Linked DNA regions of Sus scrofa: all the other regions are linked to region 1. A link is a contact called in public Hi-C and HiChIP or PLAC-seq data. All regions are on one chromosome and are shown on one strand. Each heading gives the region's core, a stretch centred on a gene start, on an enhancer-like site or on the middle of the called end of the contact. The rest is flanking DNA. Distances are from core to core; before and after follow the strand shown.

The links. Hi-C and Micro-C count contacts between places; a contact is called where the count stands out from the background. HiChIP or PLAC-seq counts read pairs in DNA pulled down with a chosen protein or histone mark.
Region 2: a contact with region 1 is called in a Hi-C map of omental adipose tissue, with 2.0 times the contacts expected there. The contact joins the enhancer-like site here to the promoter of DNAH7 in region 1. A contact is called at or near these places in 12 of 47 Hi-C or Micro-C datasets (alveolar macrophages, blood, brain and 7 more) and 1 of 2 datasets of contacts at active chromatin or transcription factors (alveolar macrophages).
Region 3: an H3K27ac HiChIP or PLAC-seq map of skeletal muscle shows a contact between it and region 1, with 7 times the contacts expected there. The contact joins the enhancer-like site here to the promoter of DNAH7 in region 1. A contact is called at or near these places in 15 of 47 Hi-C or Micro-C datasets (alveolar macrophages, blood, embryonic fibroblasts and 8 more) and 2 of 2 datasets of contacts at active chromatin or transcription factors (alveolar macrophages and skeletal muscle).
Region 4: a Hi-C map of subcutaneous adipose tissue shows a contact between it and region 1, with 2.2 times the contacts expected there. The contact joins the enhancer-like site here to the promoter of DNAH7 in region 1. A contact is called at or near these places in 2 of 47 Hi-C or Micro-C datasets (embryonic fibroblasts and subcutaneous adipose tissue) and 2 of 2 datasets of contacts at active chromatin or transcription factors (alveolar macrophages and skeletal muscle).

What each region holds. Positions count from the first base shown.
Region 1 is chr15:99,984,009-99,989,201 of Sscrofa11.1, forward strand. DNAH7 (dynein heavy chain 7, axonemal) reads right to left here and starts at 3,340. Exons shown (of 67, transcript XM_021075816.1): 1 at 2,769-3,340. The coding sequence starts at 2,783.
Region 2 is chr15:100,148,665-100,153,756 of Sscrofa11.1, forward strand. It overlaps HECW2 (HECT, C2 and WW domain containing E3 ubiquitin protein ligase 2), which reads right to left. Exons shown (of 28, transcript NM_001198924.1): 17 at 1,408-1,491. Among named protein-coding and RNA genes, the nearest start is that of STK17B, 85 kb to the left of the region's middle. Within about 2 kb of position 3,522, at least 12 of the 83 cell types and tissues checked have an H3K27ac peak or open chromatin away from gene starts, as enhancers often do. A contact at or near this core is called in alveolar macrophages, omental adipose tissue and retroperitoneal adipose tissue, where this site is marked.
Region 3 is chr15:100,183,100-100,188,011 of Sscrofa11.1, forward strand. All of the region lies in intron 13 of HECW2 (HECT, C2 and WW domain containing E3 ubiquitin protein ligase 2), which reads right to left. Among named protein-coding and RNA genes, the nearest start is that of STK17B, 120 kb to the left of the region's middle. Within about 2 kb of position 2,977, at least 6 of the 83 cell types and tissues checked have an H3K27ac peak or open chromatin away from gene starts, as enhancers often do. A contact at or near this core is called in alveolar macrophages, fetal liver and skeletal muscle, where this site is marked.
Region 4 is chr15:100,118,282-100,123,588 of Sscrofa11.1, forward strand. It overlaps HECW2 (HECT, C2 and WW domain containing E3 ubiquitin protein ligase 2), which reads right to left. Exons shown (of 28, transcript NM_001198924.1): 21 at 4,209-4,361; 22 at 2,067-2,165. Among named protein-coding and RNA genes, the nearest start is that of STK17B, 55 kb to the left of the region's middle. Within about 2 kb of position 3,745, at least 9 of the 83 cell types and tissues checked have an H3K27ac peak or open chromatin away from gene starts, as enhancers often do. A contact at or near this core is called in alveolar macrophages and subcutaneous adipose tissue, where this site is marked.

The DNA.
Region 1 (5,193 bases), core at 2,090-4,589:
CCAACTGTTTTCACTCTGATCTCCTTTTTGAGCAATATCAAGAAGATATGATGAAGGGAAACAGAATGAGCATCACATAAATGCAAAACTACTTAATTTAACAACTAGAAAGAACACTAGGGTAGAGATAGGCTGACAGCTTTTCCTTTTTCTCTGCTCACAATCTGAGGTGGATTTTGTGGGGAGCTTATGCTTTTTGGCTATCTGTATTTCTAACCCCCTGAAAATTCTTCGACTGAAATTCAAAATGTCTTATGTTTCAACTAACTTTAAGGATGAAATGAGCAGTTGCAAGAGATTTATATTTCTCTAAAATACCTACGAGTTCAGACTGCAATTCCTGAAAAATGCCATGTCATTCTCAACCTTCCACTAATGAGGGGAATATATGAAAATCTCCTTCAGCAAATATGATTTTACCACCTGCTCACTTTTTCAAACTAAATGAATACATAAGTAAATGTCACCCAAAAAAATGGCTTTTCCAAAAATATAATCCATTCTGTTTGTTCCAGGTTAAAATATAAAAATGCCCCCCCCCAAAAGGAAAACTCTACTCAAAATTAGGATAAATGAAAGTATCAAGAGTTTTAAAGTTACAGTGAGAGAGGGACCTCTGCTGCTTAAAAATAGTATGTGAAAAGTGGAAATAATCCTTGATGGGTTCACGCCACTTCTTACAAGATCCCACTGCCTTTTCAAAACTATAGGTCCCTTTGGAGAGAGGAAGGAGTAGGGGTGAGGAGGTGTCAATCCAAACATCACTTTTATTAAGATAGAACAAAACTTAAAACTTAAAACTTAACTGCCAGTAAGTTTTTAGTGGATGCTTTTTAGGTGTAATTGGTTAATTGGGGCTTTGTGAAATAACTATGCAGAAATACCACTGCAAATACAGTAGATGTGTATTTTAAAGTTCAACACCATAGAATATGGTTCAAGATCAGGTCAAAGGCTAATGGAAGCATCAAGCAAATTATTTATTAACTAACGAATTAGGGTTTTGACATTTTCTGTAGTAGTCTACAACTCAATGTTACTTTTAACGCTGTTTCCACAAGAACACTACCAAAAAAAAAATTTATAAACCCTTGAAAAGGAAAGAATTACACTTCAATGTCAAAACAAGAACAGGGACCTGCTGAATAGTACAGGGAACTCCACCCACAATTCTGTGATGACCTATATAGGAAAATAATCTGAAAAAGAATGGATATGCATATATGTATAACCATCACTTTGTTGTACAGCAGAAAGCATCACATTATAAATCAACCAGACTTCAATCAAATTTATCTTGCAGGCTTAAAACCTGCAGGCTTAAGAAGCTGTGGTCTACAGCAAACCAAAATTTGCAGGCTTACAACCTGCAGACTTAAGAAGCTGCAGTCTACAGCAAACCAAAATTTGCAGGGTTAAAACCAACTGTTTTCCATTAAAAACCAGGATGCTAAAAGGCAAACCTAGAGAGTTAAGCTAGCCCAGAATAATGCCTGCATTTAACATCTTCCCATGCTGTTCTGGTATTAAAATGGTCGATCATTGTTCAGCATTTCTTTTGTTTAAAATTACTCTTTAGCTCAATAAAGAAAGAGTTGTGAAAAGTAGCCACTGCACAGTGTGTTACCAACCCAGGTTCCTTTTGCCAGAAGCTCAGCAAGCCAAAACGCTGAACATCGAGGTTCGCAGCAGAGAGAGGACTTATTCAGGCAGCAGCCAAGGAGATCTCAAATCTAGCTCCCAGAAGACAAGGGGCTGCGGTATTTATGGGATAAAAAAGAAAGTAGCAGGGCCATCTAAGGCGTGGGGAACGTGGGGAAAGATGATTGGGAAATGCTGTGGTAGCTGCCGTAGTTATCATTCTGCGCAGATATAATTAACCTATAGGCCTCTCCAGTTTGAAAAACGGAGGCAATTAACATGATCTGAGGATGGAGTTTCTAGTCCTCAAAAGGTCACCAAGCCAGATACTTGCACATGCCCAATTGGAAGGTGGGGGAGCTACCCAGTCTTAACTACCTCAGCCCAAAATAGACACAGCTGACTCCAAGCTCTTGGAAACAACTCAGGCAAGCATCCTATTATTTAGGCTCCATGCTGCTTGGAGGACACGCCAGTCTTTCGCAGCAACAATTAAACGCAAAATTGATTTGTGAAGGTGGGTGAAATGGATTTGACTAATGATTACCTATGGTTTCACCTGGCATCTTTTGTTACATGGCGTGGGGATATTTTCCTGAGATTCCGTTTGCCATTTACCAAACACTTTCATGTGTAGCATGGTATGCCATGGTATCATATTATTTGAACTTCATGACCTTAGAAAGGAGGAAAAGTAGTTCTGATTCTTTTTCTTTGTCTCAAAGGGAGAGAAGGCTTAGACCAATTGATTTGCCCAAAGTTTCACAGCCAGGGAGGGGCTTGGATTCCAACCCTAGAAACCAAATCCAAGGCAACTCCCCACCAAGTTTGCCCCCCGCCCAAACACACCTACTATTATTAGCATTCTGAGGCTATAATTTAAACCCCTTGGTCCGCTGCCCCGCTGATGTTTGGTTGTTACGACAACACCAAGTCAAACAGTTGGGAAGGGAACATATAAAAGCTTTCCCCGAGAACGTTCAGTATCCCAGATCATAAGTGGGGTGAAGGAAGCTGTACCCAGCGGGGTTACAACTGGGGAGTTCAGAAGACCGGGTTTCCATCCGTTTAGAAATGTGAGAGAAGCTTCGCGGCCGGAAGAGTCTGGGAAGGAGCCGCCCTCTCACCTGCTCGCTGCTCATGGCTGCGAGGATTTACTGGCAGCACCCGGTGCCTCCTGGACTGCTTCTGCCCGGCGCCCCGGGAACCCCTCAGACAAGAGATGCAGCAACGGGGACAGGGCAGGCTCCGCTCCCTCCGCAGGGGCCGTCTAGCGTCCTGGCTCCGTTTGTTGCTAAGCAACAGGCCCTCGCAAGTTCCATTTCCGGTCGTCTGCTGCTCCTGAGACAGTGCTGGGGAACTGGCAGTGCGTTCCCACGGGAGGTGCTTTCTCACCGATTGGTGGCGCCTGGGCCACTTCTACACCCTCCGCCTAATTTAGCTGGGTGTTCTAGGTCCCTGCCTTAACTCCTATTTTCCTATTTAACTTTCTGTGGCTAGAATTCGCAGAGGGCTAGTGGAATGAAAGGATTGCAAATTTAAATACTGATGTGGGAGAATCGAATTAGGAAACCAAAGCATGCAAAGGCTGAACCCAGTAAACACCTTTTTTCTGTTTTCCATATATTTCCAACTCCAGCTTTTTTTCTTGACTTTTCCCACACATTAGAAAACTATTCCTTAGAAGAATATATATATATATATATATATATATAAACCTGCAAGAATTCATTTAAACCAACATGTATATAAAGACTCTAGACTAGTGTGAATGGCTGGTGGAGAAACTGGTGAAAGAAGTTCTGAAAGTTTACAAAGTAGATTTGAGTAAAGGGAGTTAGAAAAATCTAGAGATGAAGCAAGGTGACATGCTGGTGCTATATCTTAAAGGACCCTTGAAATATGGTCTAATAGCAAAGAATAAATCTGACTTCATATTTTATCTGTTTCTTTACTTTAACCTTTGTATTCTTTTGCTTTCACTACAAGAATGTTGCCTATAGCCTGAAATATACAGGATAGCCCATTCTCAATGCTCTGACCTTTAAAGATGTAACACTTTCTTCATTCATATAGAGATAAAAATTTGCAGATAGAGAATAACATTTGTCAGAGGTTTATAGGAACATCGTGACCTGTGACCTGACCTATGTGTATGCCTGCAAAAATAAAGGATTCTAGCTCAAGAGTTTGCAACAACCAGCTACACCTCCTATACTTTTAGTATAGACGAGGCTTAAATTCTAACTTGGGTACATTAGTTCTTTGGGACACTAGTCCACCATCTTCTCAGTCTGCTTACTTTCTGAATAAAGTCACTATTCATTGCCCCAACAACTTTTCTCTTTATTAATTGGCCTGTCATGCAATGAGCAGTATGAGCTTGGACTTGGTAGCAGAGGTATGGAATTTACATGGAATTTCAAGGGAACTGGTAGAGCCAAAACTCTCTTGAAAAATATCAAAGTTGGAGGACTCACATTTCCTGTATCAAAACTTAGTACAAAGCTACAGAATTCAAAAACCGTGTCTTTTCAACAAATGTAGCTGGGATATTCAATATCCAATGCAAAAGAATATCGGTCTCTATATACAAAAATTAACTAAAAATTGATCAAAGTTCTAAATGTTAGAGCTAAACTATTGAAATTTTAGAAGAAAACTTAGGAAAAATTTTCATGATATTGAATTTGGCAAAAATTTCTTGGAAATGACATCAATTGCATAAGTAACAAAAGAAAAAAACAGACCCTGGACTTCGTCAAAATTTAAAATCTTTATACGTCAAAGAACAATACCCACAGAGTAAAAGGTACACCCTACAGAATGGGAGCAGATATTTGCAAATCACATATCTGGTAAGGGACTAATATTCGGAATATATAGAGAATTACTAAAACTCAACAACAACAATAAGAAAAGAAATCTGACTTAAAAAATGGCAATGGACTCAATAAGACATTTTGCCAGAGGGTATACAAATGGCCTATAAGCATATGAAAAGATGCTCACGTCACTAATCATCAGGGAAATGAAAATAAAAACCACAATGAGAAGTTTCGATTGTGGCTCACTGGGTTACAAACCTGATTAGAACCCATGAAGATGTGGGTTCGATTCCTGGCCTCGCTCAGTGGATTAAGGATCTGGTGTTGCTGCAAGCTGCGGCTGGTCACAGATGTGGCTTGGATCCAGCGTTGCTGTGGCTGTGCATAGGTCAGCAGCTGCAGCTCCGAGGTAAGCCCTAGCCTGGGAACCTAAGCCATAAAAAGAAAAAATAATAATAAGAAGAAGATACCATTTCACATGCACTAGAGTGGTTTTGTTTGTTTGTTTTTGTTTTGTCTTTTTTGCCATTTCTTGGGCCACTCCCTCGGCATATGGAGGTTCCCAGGGTAGGGGTCCAATCAGAGCTATAGCCGCCGGCGTATGCCAGAGCCACAGCAACACAGGATCCGAGCCTCATCTGCGACCTACACCACAGCTCACAGCAATGCTGGATCCTTAACCCACTGAGCAAGGCCAGGGATCAAACCTGCAACTCATGGTTCC
Region 2 (5,092 bases), core at 2,272-4,771, 160 kb after region 1:
TCTAGAATGAATCAAAAGAGTACTATCTTAGCCAGAATTTGTAATGAAACTTACTATTTTATCACCAACCAAACTATGGTAGAAACGTCATATTCCATATTAACTGACACAGAGTCTTCAAGAATACCTCGCATGCTACCTCCTGCTTTCAGAACTGGCTCAGAAGACCACAGCTGAGAGTTATTAAAATAATAAATACATTTGTTCATCCAAATGAAGTTAAAGCTGGGCTTTGGCTGGGTTCAAGTCCCAGCACGTGGGTTCAAGTCCCAATCTGAGTTTAGGCTGGGTTCGAGTCCCAGCACGTGGGTTCAAGTCCCTCCTGCTTTCCGAACTGGTTCAGAACACCACAGCTGAGTATTACAGTTACCTGCTGTAGGTAGCAGTACCATCCAACCAATAAAACTCAGCCTCTGCTTTGAGTTAAGGCCTTGTACTGAGAAGGGACCACACCCACCAATAGGTCTTGCTCAGCATCAAGTGAAGTGAAATATCTATGGAAAGTGATTGTATCCCAACTCTATGCTCCAACTATACAGTAAAAGAAAGTAACTTTTTGGTTTGGGTTTTACAAATACGGCAACTACCAAACAGGCAGTTAGAAATGGTTAGAGTTAAGATGATAATCAATAATAGGAATGAGACTGTTAACACTTGGGGATAAATAAAACATTGCTTGATATGGTCCAGCAGGACTGCCTTTTAATTCTATGGAGGTTATCATAGTGGGTGTGCCAATCACTAGATAGAGCAAAAGCATTATTTTACTCTGGCCTCCTAAATTTGAGAGATAACATCAAAAATGAAAAAGTCTCTTGAAAGCTTGCCAGTTTCCATTCTAAACTACTCTAAAGTTTAAAACCCAAGCTCATCTAACCGTCAGAAAAGAAAATGCAATTGGTCAATTCTATGAAGGGCTACCAGGCTGGCAGTGAGTACCAGTGACCAAATTTCAACTTTCTTACCTGATTTCTCAAGCTTAAATTCTCAAAAGCATAAAGTAAATAAATAATGTCTAATAAGCAAAAGGAGACAAAACACATTTTGAGAAAAAAAATTGGATGTAAATATAAATACAAGCTCTCTTCTACTCTGAATGAGGTAAGCCAGGCACACATGACCTATTCCATTCTGTGAGTGGGACATTCTACTCACTGGTCTCTACAGACCTTTCCATTCTTCAAAACCACCTCCTTTATCAACAGGGTACAAACAAAATCAAACTGATTTCAGTGACAAGAAATCTGAAAAAAATCTGAAATGAATTATCACTAAACAGGAGTATTCCACAAACCTTTAAGAATAAAGGAGGTATTCACAGGCTGCCAATTTTGGCATACTGTTTCCTAAAATGCTCCATAATACCTGATGATAGGAGACTTCCCACTTCAAGAAGGGGTTACATACCTTAGCAACATAACAAGGTCTGCATCACTTGAAAGACGCACCAATCCTGGGGTCCCTTCAGTTCGGATAAATTGGATCTTCTCCCTTTTCAAGCAGAAAAAAAAAAAAAAATCTGAAATGTGTGCAGTAGACTCTCGGGACATAACTTGGTGCTTTAGGCAACATTTTTTTAAACAATAAACACAACATTTAAACAATAGGCACAACATTTTGGGGGTACCTATTATGTGGCCGCTGTTGTGCCCTAGGAACACACATCCAAGAAAGACATGGTGCTTGCCTTCAAGGAAGACCTCATAAGCATTAACATCTTCCAGTTCTAACATTGAGAAAAACATTATTTCACTGCTTTCATCTTTTGCTCCTTAAATACTACTGGAGGTAGCAATACCATCCAACCAATAAAACTCAGTCTCTGCTTTGAGTTAAGGCCTTGTTGTGGGTTTGAATCTAAGCAACGGTCTGGACCATTCAGGCTGATTTCCTGTTATTCAAGAATAAGAGGGTGCAGGGATATTCATTTATTTTCCTGGGGATATACCTCTATGTTATGTGCAATGAGCACATTTCTACTTGGAAGAAGGTAGTATCTATAAATTATATATTCAATATAAAAGCATATGGCTCTTTCCAATAACTGAAACCTAAATCACTTTCAGTTACTACAGTTGGCAAAATAGATTGTGCATAAACTTGTGTAAATGTACATATACTTTCACATACCAAACACAATAATGTAAGCTATTTGGACCATTATTTTGTTATTATAGATATATGTGATAACACCAGCTTTTTGTTTGTTTGTTTATTGAGTCATCATTTTAATAGTTTCAATTATTTATATAAATATAAATTTAATAACATTTTCCTGGTTGCTTCCTCTCATTTACATCAAGCTATTTCAAAGCACATCATATCAATTTTGATACGATGAGGACAAAAAGAAGAACATAAACTATGGTATTGAAAGCATTACATGTGATAGGAACACAGGGGACAAAGCAAGTATGCAATCATACTCTAAGTGTAAATGACAACATATTCCGATTCCTGTCACCCTATGAAATAAAATATCAATCTCTGATTTAAGTACTTATGTAAATTTAGTTCTCGTCTATAGAGCACTTTGTTTTTCTACTTGAAATTTTCACAAAGTTCTAATGAATTTTGTATTTCCAAATTTCAAATTCTCCTCTCAACTGCTTCCAGACTTGAAAGGAATGAGGTGAAAGGCAAGGTTTAATTGTTGAGATAAAAAATTCCCTAATGTACAGAAAAGTCAACTGATTTGCTCTTAGCCACCTAGCTTACTAGAAGTGATAAACAGAGTTTGGTCCTAGGCTTCTTCTGCCTAGATCTATTTTACATAATATGTTAGATATGAAGCATCTAACCTTTGATACTATCAAGTTTTTTCTGCTGTTCTTTAAGCAAATTTTATATGATTTTTATATGATGTAATTTTACATTATGAAATTTTATACTATAGAAATATTTTATAGTATCTACTATATGTGGTAGCCAGCTACTGGCAATATAGGTACAGATATAGAGATACAGATGAATGGCAAGTTAAAGAAATCGCTCAGAAGAGAAAAGCCAGCCTCTCCTCTCTGCTTAAGGATATTTCAGCCTAAGGTTCAAACCAAATAGAACATTCTCCTTCAAGTGTGATAGTCACATATCTGAAGCACAAAACCAAGGCCCCTTATCTGGTAAACGTTTTTTTTTAATAAGAGATATAAAAGTTCGTTTAAAAAAATCCAAATTAGAAAAATTGAACAATAGAAAATTATTCATTTTGTAGAAAAAATGAACAATAACTTGACCATAGATGTACTCTTATAAGGGTTAGTAACAATATGCTTTGATCTTGAAGAATCGCAAGCTATCTCCAACCAACATGCAGTTATCTCCCTGGTCTATCTCCACAACCAACCAGGAAAACAGAAGAGAACCAGAAAACAAACAGGCTGAGTACTCTCCTCCACTCCTTCACCTGGAACCACACAGAATGGGTTGAGTGATGAAAAATAGAGCATGCTCTGGACTGTGGCTTGTATGAACCCTGTGAATAAGGTACAGGTCATAGCTTCCTGAGTCATAAGGATGACAGAGTGAAGAAAGGGAAGGGAAAGATACCAGAGGAAATATGCCCGTTGGGAAACTTTTCATCACTTTCCAGATATTAACTAAGAGGCAACTGGTCAGATTCTTTAGGCTGGAACATTCCAGAGGCAGGCTGAGTCTAGTTTTCTACCAGTTAACTTATCACTGTGACAAGCAATGGGCCATATGCTTCCAGGAACAAGACACTGGAGCATGTTATCTGATGTACCTCACGTCGCTAAGGACTTTCTTATAGTAATAGGCATTCATTCAGCAAACATTTCCTGAGTGCTTACTATGTGCTAGGCATGGTATCACATACTGGGAATCCAACAGTATGTAAGATACAGCCTCTTTCTCAAAGGGTTCATGGTGCAGTGGAAGAGAGCCCTCAGGCAATTCTTGGATGATATGAATATTTAAATTATTCCATTCACTTAACTGAACCCTGTTTAGGCCTCATACCCAATCCTCCTTCATTACGTCCTTCATTAAGTTCTTTCATGTAAAAACAAAGAAGGCATTGGTTTACTCACTGTCAAGAGCATATTAAGGCTGAGGAAGAGAGAGAGAAGTCAGTGGATACCCTCAGAAACATCACCAATCTATTCTCAGGGGAAAAATGGGGGAAGTATTTCTTGGTTATCATGTATTTGTCCAATATTCTACAGTCCAGTTTGTTGTTGTTTTGTCTTTTTAGGGCCACACCCATGGCATATGGAAGTTCCCAGGCTAGGGGTGAAATCAGAGCCACACCTGCCGCCCTACACCACAGTGACAACAATGCCAGATTAGAGCCATGCCTGAGACATGCTCCAGATGGGCAACGCTGGATCCTACACTCACTGAGCAGGGCCAGGGACCAAACTTGCATCCTCATGGATACTAAGCCGGGTCTGTTACCACTGAGTTCCTACTCCAGTATTTCTTAAACCGGCTTCATTGCCTACTAGAAATCTACAGACATAATCTCGAGTTCTGGGAGCATTATTAAATGTTGTGCTTTCACTTTGCTGATCAAAACTGCTAAAATGAGGTAAGCATATTTTGGATAATCCAGATGACATTTATGACTGAACACAGCTTAGTGACTTCAGCTCCCATGTTTGCATTTACAAGAACTACTTGTTGCCAAGTGATGAGAGGTGAACTTTCAATGTGTTGATGAGCAGGGCCTTGATGTTAAATATGATTAACAGTTCCTGTCTGCCACCCGCATGCAATGCTTTGACCCAGACAAAACTTTTCTCCTGCAGTATTAATTTGCAAATTAAATGATGCTTATGAAATGAGGCAAAGTAATGTATATATAAATTGCCACAGGCTAAAGAGAAAACGAAGTAAGTGGACTTAAAAAGTGAACACTGCATTTATGTTAAGTAAAGCATATTCTAAGAGCAAAAGTTTTACAATAGTTTATAATTAGAGGAGGGCGGTAGAATCATCATAGGTACATTTGGTGATATAGTTTTCTTCATATAGTACTTGAGGGTCCACTACTGAATGAACTGGCTCATCACAACGACAAAACAGTAGATAAAAATAAGCTATTTGCTAAGAAGGGAAAATGATGACC
Region 3 (4,912 bases), core at 1,727-4,226, 200 kb after region 1:
TAAGCTATCAATATATGTGAATTCCATTCATTTCCATTATTCTCTGTGTCCCTAGCATAGGAACTCTATGGTGTTTAAGCACGGAGTCATGTACATGTTTCTGATGACGTGTCTTCTGCTAAAATACCTATGATCTAATCAAAACCTGAGTGTATGACTCAGCCCTGAAGGATCCAGTAATCTCAGTACCTGGACCAGAACACTTCTTCCTTGGAATGATAAGATATCTCTCATTTCCAAAGACAATTACTCCCAAGAGAACCTAGTGGTTACCCATGTTTGACACCTAGACTTTGAATACTTAATTCCTCACTTGCTTGTTTAATACACACATTTTTTAACATCTCTAATAAAATGTGGATAATAATAATAATACCCACCTCATAAATTGCTATAAGGTTTAAATAAGATAATCTATGGAAAAGTACCTAGCACAGTGCCTGGCACATGGCACGAGCTTAATAAATGCAGGTATCATCATTATCACCATTGCCACTGTCAGTATCATCATCCTCCTTTTACCTAGCAAGGCCTGATATTCTGTTCTTGCTCTTTAATTAGCAGTCAATTGAAAAAGAATATTGTACTTGTCTTCCTTTATATATGTCAAGGACATGTTTCAGACTAGAGCTCCCCCCAAAAAGCAGCCAAGATCTAGAATACTATATAATATCACCTAATTTAAACTCTTGGCCTTAGTAATTAGGAAAAAAAAATCTCTTTCAAAATTGAAGACAGCCAAAGTGAGATATGAGCATAATCACTACCTCATTCAAACCTGTAATGGGAAAATTCAAGACAACATATGCATTACAAGAAGTGAAATCAGGCAAATCTAGGACCTGCTTCTGTTGAGAGCAGAGGAGGAGGAAGTGGCAATGAGGAGAGAGCCTAGAAGCAGCTTCATTGGTCCAAAGCAGAGATTACTGAATAACTGTGACAAGTTTTATTCATTCATCAAACTTCTTTTGAGAATCCTATACATGTAAGACTCAGGGGTTGAAGAGGGAATAATTAAGAAATAAATAGAAGAACTCTCAAGAAGGAGAACATCTGCTTGGGAAGATAAAACAAGTTAACAACTATACCCTGAGACAGATGAGGGCAGATGTCATGAAACCATGCAAGGGAGATTATATGGGGATTCACTTATGCCTGGAGAGCTAACAGCAATGCACCCAATATGCTGCCCTTTGATGAAGCGCCTGAAAGTCCTCGTCTTCTCAACTATGGGAGGACACCCTACCATGGGCTCCAAGAGCACCCTTTGCTACCTTCACTATAACTGCTGGAAGTTATGCATTCACCCTACCCACTAGTGAGAGCCAGGGTGAGCACAGGGACTCTGGACAGTCTGAGTCAAATCCAGTTCTATCACATACTGATTGTAGGTCCTTGGTCAATTCCATGCTGTGCTTCAGCCTCCTCTTCTAGAATATGTGGGTAAAAATAGTAGTTATGTACCAGGCTGCTGTGAGTATGGAAGAAAGTCATCTAAATGCTTTCAACATGTCTATCACATAGCTGATACTATGTACTATATTATGCTACAGTAAGTGTTAGGTGTATCACTGTTATCACAGAGGCATGCACATAGTAGGCATTCAAAAGTGTGCTGAAAGACAAAATAAAACACAAAAGGAAGATGTTGCACTTGAGAAAAGAAGATGGTGCTACACTTCATAAGCCTGAGGAGCTGAGCGTGACAACCTTCCTCTTAAGAACTGTTTCCTTTCATGTAGATGAGGATTTGGTCTCCCTATCTCACGTCAGCTCTAGAAATCGGTCATAACTGTGGGAAAATTCATGGCATTAAATGGCTTACATGTTAAATGGGAAAAAAAGGTCACTCCCATTAAATGTTCTGTAGGTAAAGCAACTCACTGAAAAGGGGAGCTAAATTTTCAGGCTGGAAGAAAACCTATTAGCTGCCTGGTGGATGGGAGCCACGACTTTTAAAGTACAGTCAAAAGCAGCGCAGCCAAATACAGATATAGTAACAGCCTCTCTCAAATGTCCGTTTCAATTATTTTAGCTCGTTGGAAGCCAATCATTTGTAAAGGAAGAACAGGGAAGGAACATAGGGAGATATACCTGCTTTAGTTAAGGTGCCCAGCTTAGCTAAAAATCTTATTCAAGTCCAAATGCACAGAGCAGAGCAATCGGGCTAAAGTGATAAGCTCTCAGTCTTGTCTGATAATCCATTCTGTCCACAAGGTGATGGGGAGGGGCAGGGGTGGTTCCTTTCCACGTCTTTGTCCAGGCCAAATAACATCGAGTTGCAAGGCCACCAGTAGACCGTGAGGTCACCCAACAGCCCACATTCAGAGCTCTTTACAATGCCTACAACTTTAGGTTAAAACCCCAAATGAGTCCAAACCCTCTGGGAATAAGACGGATGCTTATGTTACCCACATAGCTAAGATAATATTTACCTTTGCTTAACCATCGAAACGTTTATAAAAACTATGAGACAGAACTTGTTCTTAAGAATACATCGTAACTCATCCTAAATAGCATCCTAGGTTTAACTTAAACTTTTCTCAAGGTTCAGGTGTTATTAATAAAAAGCTCTCTCCTGAAGCCTGTCTGGCAAGTCATGACTGGCAAGAAAGGAACCTTCTCTTCCACAGCTGCACCATAAGCTCCCGAACAAAATGGTTTAGCAAGTTAAGTCACTACACAGAGCAGAAATACATGCAGCATTGTCTCACCTGGGTTTTTTTTTTTCCCCTGGATTCACAGTTCTCTAATGAGTACAGCTGCTCCAGATACTTAGGTAAACTATTGTCAGAGTTGAGAACAGAGGTGAATTCTTGGCCTGCTACTGCAGGTATAACACCATCGGCATTTTCCAAAGTTCCTTTCTTGGACCACCTATGTCGTTCCATTCAGAAGAGTGTTTACAAAGGCTGGGCTCTCAGGCTGCTGACCACACTCAGTGCCAACTCAGTGACATCCTCCCCGGGAAGGAGAGAGCACAGGCAGAGCCAGGCGGCCCTGCTGCCAGCTTCCTAGCTCCTGGAAAGGCTTCCCTGCCACGCCTGCCTGACTCTGCGACAACGCCATTCAGTCTGTGGTCCAGGGTCCTAATCACAAATTCATCCTCTTTCATCTATTCTAAACTTCATGCTGGCTACTTCTAATCTTCTCTGGGCTGAGAATTAGAGGTTTATTAAAAAGACTTACAGAAATCAAGTCAATAGTGTCAATGAGAGTCTGAGGGTTCCTCCATGCATTAAAATATATGCATGCATTTCTTAATATCTATTTGGACTGCTTTTAAATTCTCAGTTAAGACTGCTGGAAGCTGAGTCCAGGATGAGTGAGATGCCACTATGGTATTATTGCTAGAGGGGAGAATGGTCTTTATTGAGTACTTTCCATATTCCATTTGCCTTGAATGCTCTTCCCTGATACGCTTTGCTTTTCACTTTGTTCGGGTCTGTGTGCATGAAGAGTCTTATCTGCAAGGCCTTCCCCAGCCATGCTGTGTAACTCTCCACTCCTGCCTTTCTTTAGACCCTATCTCCGGCTTTCTTTGAAACCACAGCTTTCATCAGCTCTTGGCATGCTATGTATTTACTTATCTGTCTACTGCCCTTCTCTTTCCATCAGAGTGGCAGTTCTATGAAGTAGTTGGCTTATCTGTTTTGCACAGGTGCTCAATAAATATTTGTTGAACTAATAAGTCAAGCATAGTTATTTTAAATATCTTGTCAACTTAATATTCCCCATACTATAAGTCATGTATTTCCAATTTTCACAGACAGGGAAACTGAGGATGGCTACTCAATACTCGGAGAGCATAATGTGGTGGTTAGGAGTATGAACCAGACTGCCTGGGTTAAAGCCCAGCTCAGTCACTGCCCAACTCTGCGACACTGGGCAAGTCACCGAGCCATTCTAGACCTGGGACTCTTTGTAAGAAAATAGCAGTAATAATACTAACACTGCCTCATGGAGTTGTGAAGAACTTAAACATAGAAAGAGCTTAAACAAGAGTTCCTATCATGGTTCAGCAGGTTAAGAGCCTGGCTAGTATCCATGAGGATGTGGGTTTGATCCCTGGCCTCACTCAGTGGATTAAGGATCCAGCATTGCTGTGAGCTGTGGTGTAGGTCGCAGACATGGCTCAGATCTGGATCCCTTAACCTCACTCAGTGGGTTAAGGATCCAGCACTGCTGTGGCTGTGGCGTAGGCTGGCCACTGTAGCTTGGATTAGACACCTAGCCTGGGAACTTCCATATGCTACAGGTGCGGCCCTAGAAAGAAAAAAAGAAAGAAAAAGCTTAAACAGTTCATGGCTGATAGTAGGTACTGAATAAGAGTGAAACAAATAAAATCTTAGCTGAGAAGCACATTATAAAATTATTTTTACTCTGATTGTTTACTCATATAACAAACTCCTGATTATAACCTGGCTTTTGGGTTCATCTGTCCTCAGAAGGAAGTATAGATGTGGTTATTCTAGCCTGTGCAACTGAACTATGTATTTCTCATCATAAATTAATCAATCAGTGAATCTTGTTTACTGTGCTAACAAAATCAGGGGTCTGAACCAACAAGACTGAGGCCAAAAAGAGGACAGCATCACAGACATGCCTTGCATTGTTGCTTAGCAACCTCTGGGCAGCCTTCTCCAAACAATGTCACAACTTATATACCACTACCCACAACGCAAGCTGTACAGTGAGGAGAAGGAAGTATCATTGCCTAAAACACCTCTTCTCTAATCAGTAGAAAATGGCAAGAGTACAGTTAGAAGAATATCCAGACAAAGTGAGTGTTTTGCCAAACAAGTGCCCTCATGTCCACCCACTACATACACTACTTCAGAAGAGCACAGCACCTGTTTATTGTAACTAACTACCTGCTTGTCCAGGTTTCACTTGCACCAGCAGATGGAAT
Region 4 (5,307 bases), core at 2,495-4,994, 130 kb after region 1:
GATTTTGAGGCACCTGTGAGACCGACAAGAGGAGATACTCGGAATAGTGACCACTTGAGCCTATGACTCAAGGACATCAAGTCTGAGGGTGTAGATTGGAGAGTCAGTAGATGAGACAGATGAAGAGATGTCTCATCACAGCACATAGAGAAAGAAAAGCAGGAAACAGAATGGAAACTTCAGGAACACTGAGGCTGAAGGGCAAGTCAGAGGAGATGCATAAAAGGAAAGGAGAACCAGGAAATCCTAGTGTCATGGATGCCAGTGAAGGAAGGACTCAAGAGAAATGGGTGGGGGTGGGAGGTGGACAGAATCTAGAGCAGCAGAATGACCATCAAGATAAAGACTAAAAAACATTCTTTAGGATTCCCGTCGTGGTGCAGCGGTTAACGAATCCGACTAGGAACCATGAGGTTGCGGGTTTGATCCCTGTCCTTGCTCAGTGGGTTAAGGATCTGGCGTTGCTGTGAGCTGTGGTGTAGGTTGCAGACGCGGCTCGGATCCCAAGTTGCTGTGGCTCTGGTGTAGGCCGGTGGCTACAGCTCCGATTGGACCCCTAGCCTGGGAACCTCCATATGCCGCAGGAGCGGCCTAAGAAATGGCAAAAAGACAAAAAAAAAAAAAAAAAAAAAAAAAACAAAAAAACAAAAAACAAAAAAAAAAAAACCAAAAAAACATTCTTTAAAGCTTCCATAGGTTACTGGTAGGGAAAAGGCCAGGCTAAAGTGTGTTGAGGGTGTGCCAATAGTCACTTATAGACTACTCTTTCAGGAAGCTTAGAGGGGAAGATGATTGATAAGGCAATGAAAAGGAAGATGCAAAAATGGGCCAGGGAGAACCAGAGAGGCGGAAGGCCAATCCCCAGTTACCCAGGGCTTCATCGACCCAGATACCAAAAGGGAACATGATGAAAAGTCTTCCTACTGACTCTTTGAAGAGCCCATTAGAACTACTTTGCTTTGGGAGTTCCCGTTGTGGCTCAGCAGTAACGAACCCAACTAGTAACCAAGGGGACTCAACTTCAACCCCTGGCCTCACTCAGTGGGTTAAGGATCCGGCGTTGCTGTAAGCTGTAGTGTAGGTTGCAGATGCGGCTTGGATCTGGTGTTGCTGGGGGCTGTGGCATAGGCCAGCAGCTGCAGTTCTGATTCACCCCCTAGCCGGGGAACTTCTATAAACCACGAGTGTGGCCCAAAAAAGACAAAAAAAAAAAAAAAAAAAAAAAAAAAGAACCACTTTGTTTTCATTTGAAGTCTAGGCTTCCATTTTACAGATGGCAGATATATGGCTCTGGTTAGGGAATGAGCTGGTCAGAAGCATGCAATCATTCTGTGTTTTCTCATTGCATGTTTGAGCTACAACCCTAACAGACAGTTGGCTTCTCCTGTTCATCCTTGCAAATGACTACTGATTATAGGATAGAAACTGTTTGCTCTACATTTTACAATAATTGCAATCTTTCATTGTGATAACAATGAAGAAAAAGTTCTGTGGAATGCTAAATTTTTCATCTGCCATCATAAATTACTGTCTTGCATATAAAGGAGTCTCAAGAAAAATATAGGACTCTTAACAATATGGCTCACCTCTCACAAACAAACAAAACACAACAAAGGAGAATGAGAATTTGAACCAAGAGTAAGCAGTTGAAAGTTTGCATAAAGCAAAATACAAAATGCATCTCATGAAAGATGGGGGGCTGTGAGTCATCAAGACTAACCCACAACTATTCTATTAATACTTGGCATTAATACCACAGGAATTCCAGTACTGTATGTGAAGTGCAATTGTTTTGAAGAAACATGCGTTATAACAAATGAGAATAAATGATCCGGAGTAGAGCAAAACTAAGACTTTGGGAGCAAGATAGGAATAAAGGATCAGAAACCCCCCAAATCCAGTAAACCCTATTTGAATCTGTGTGACTCTCAGAAATCTAGGCTATTATTTAGTAATAACAGATTTGAGTTGGTGAGCAGATAAATGACATTAACCAAGACCCTTTTTGATAAGGGAAATATTAAATTTTTACATGCTCATTACACAGGCAATAAAAATACTCTTACATTCTGAGAAGAGCCTTATAGAAGGGCCGCGTGAAGAAGGCATCCAACAAATACTGGTGAATCAGCGCAAGACCAAGGATCCTACCACTGAACCGGAACCTGCGAAGGAAAAGCAGGAGACAGCTTACACATCACAGGGTAGTTTCTACATGGTTCTATTTCCTCTCAAGAATGCCTTCCAGGAGTTCCCGTTTTTGGCTCAACCGGTTAAGAACCCGACATAGTGTCTGTGAGGATTCGGGTTTGATCCCTGGCCTCGCTCAGTTGGGTTAAGAATCCGGTGTTGCCACAAGCTGTGGCATAGGTTGCAGATGAGGCTTGGATCTGGTGTTGCTGAGGCTGTGGTGTAGACTGGCAACTTTGATTCAGTCCCTAGCCTGGGAACTTCCATATGCCACAGGTTTGGCCCCTTAAAAAAAAAAACAAAAAATAAAAAACAAAAAACAAAACGGTGCCTTCCAGATCTAAGAATCTAAGTTTGTCCAAGATGAATTGCCTATGAGGTCCATGTGTGTGTGCACTTTGGGCTGTGTCTTCGTGAAGTCAATATTCACACCTATTTGTGGAAGAAATGTTTCACTCTAATGCTCCCCCTTCACCCCCGCCCCAGTAATGAATTCCCTGTCAGCAGGATAGTGAAATTTCCCCAAACCACTTCTAAGAAATGTTGACAGAATGAGACCAGTGGTGGTGAGAAGGATGCTGTCCCCTGGTTCTTTGCTTGCATGAATATTAGCAGGATTTCTCTAAAGCAAACCCAGGAGTAATTCCCTTTTGAGGAAAGGCCCCATCTCAGAGTGAGAAAGTTCCTATCTCCATTCTCTCGCATACCCACTCCTGATAATAATTGTCACCATCCAAGAATTATGCATGTGTACATTTGAGGGAGTTTCCTCATGGGACATTCTGTTCTCTAAAATTTCAGGGCTTAATTCTATTTTGAATCACTGTGGAAACTTTCTTAAATGGTCGTCATGACTAGATTTGCTAACTGAGATGGACACGTATTTTCTTTTTCAAAAGCATTCAAGTTTCTGGCTTCTTGAAAGTTTGATGTCTTCTAAAAGTGCAAATCCACCCTGAGGTTCATACTGTCCATTTGTAGTGTTAGCGTCAGGCAACCATTTTCAGGCTAATGTCTAGCTGCTTTGGTTTTCTTTATTTCCACTTGCGTTGGCATAACTGCAATAGCTACCCCTAGGAGGACTCCGAATCGTAGTTAAACGGAAGTAAATTTGAAGACTAAGTCCTAAAACTTAATGCCCTCCACCCACCAATATTAACCTCATGACTCAAGAAAGTTTTTCCATGAGTCCTATTCATGTTATTTTTTTTTCTTTGTTACTATAGTGAAAATGAACATGAATAAGCAAACAAAGGTTATAAAGATACTTCCAAGTCCATAAATTCAGGAATGTAAAAAAAAAAAAAAAATGTCATGGAAAGAATGCAATTGGGGATTTTCAGAATAAAGAATCCCCCAATGGGAATCCTACACTAGTTTCCCTTGATTTTGAGTGAGAAATTAGGAAAAGGGCAAGCCCTGGCTCCAAACTTCAAATGGTTGGTAGGGTAAGTGGTCGCTGCTGTGGTTCTGCACTCCTGCCCGGCCCGCCTGCCAGGGTTCCCTTCCACCATAAGGTCCTCCGGTCACCCCTCCCTTCCTTCCTCTAGAGTACAACAACGGTCCAGCCGCTCTGCCCCTCCCCCAGTGTTAGCCACTTCCCCAAGGGCTGCTCTAGAAGCTATCTGACCTTGTCTCTGGGTCAAGACCTTCTCCTACTTACCCTTGAGTCCCTGCCAGAGCTCAGAGTTGCCCAAAGCTGCAGAGAGGAACGTAGGGTCTCACCAGGAGGCTAACGATCATCTGCAGTTCTCAATGGGAGCAACTATTTGAATTCCTCCCAAGTCACTTAAAATTAGTCTTCTGGAAATAATCTATTCCTAGCTTGGAGACTGTCTGTATATCAGATTTGATAGCACAAACAAGAGTCAAATGAGATATTTAACTGCAAATATGATTTTCTCCAAGGGGGAAAAACGCTTTTTTAAAAAAAGCATTTTTTTCTACGGATTTCTATAAAAAGTAGTATCACAGAGAAAAATCAGCTGAAGAAAAGTGTTGAGGAAAAGAATACTTACCATTCATGGTGATTGTCTACAAAAGCAGACATGGGACTTATTTGTACTGTGTATGTGTCATTGGCTGAATATTCAAATAAGCCGTAATATGGGTTAAAGAGCTCTCTGGATACCAGGAAGAAAAACTCTCTGGAAGGTCCACTGTAATCCAGCCTTTAAAAAAAAATCCACACACACAAAAAAAGCAGTTATAATTTTTTTCCTACTTATTAGGCACATTTTCTGCAGAGCTCAACTTTCTATAGTGTACTCATTACAAGTCTAATTATCTACATAATAGGATTGTCCAAACCAAACTGAAGGATCATGATTCCTGATCTTGTCCACGTTGTGACTCAGATGGCATAATGAATATTTATATGCAGCATATCCAAAACTGAAGCTATACATCAGATAACAGATGAAATAGGCGATATGCTAAAAATTTGATTGTATAAATAGCATAAAAAAGTAAATAATGTAAATGCTCGGGGCCAGGTTGTGGAGAAAGAGAGTACAGTGGGCATGCTTTATTTCAGCAGGGTAAAACAGGCAGGCGTCAGCTTCACATACAGTCACTGGGACATGGAGTGCTCATGGGTTTCTGAAGCACTTTTAAATGGGGAAGGAAAGAGACTTGAGTGGATTGGTGAGAAGATATTACAGATATAAGGCCTCCTAGGGAGATCAGAGGCAAAAGAGAGAATGATAGGGTTCACATGAAAACTTTAAATTATAAAACACCAAGGAAAATTATAGACAAGAAAAAAACGAGGGTGTTTAAAGTTCCCTCAGGAAGGTATTTGGAGAAGAGGCTAAAACTCTTGCACCTGAACTGCAGTGTAAATTCCATTTTACTTACAAAGCCATCAGGGTCAAAGGAACAGCTACGAAACAATTGTGAGAGGTTAAGGAATGACAAGTGGCCAACAATGCCGAGAGCAAAAATATGCAGTAAAGAGGAGTTTGCAATGAAGCAATTTGATATGCTCAATTTAAAATGAAAAATATAAAGTACATCTACCCTATGATAAAAAGCATACACAAGGGTTCAAAGACAGCAAGGAATTCCAAAGGGGGAAATGAAAGCAATGTATAAACTGGGGTGGTAGGATTTTAT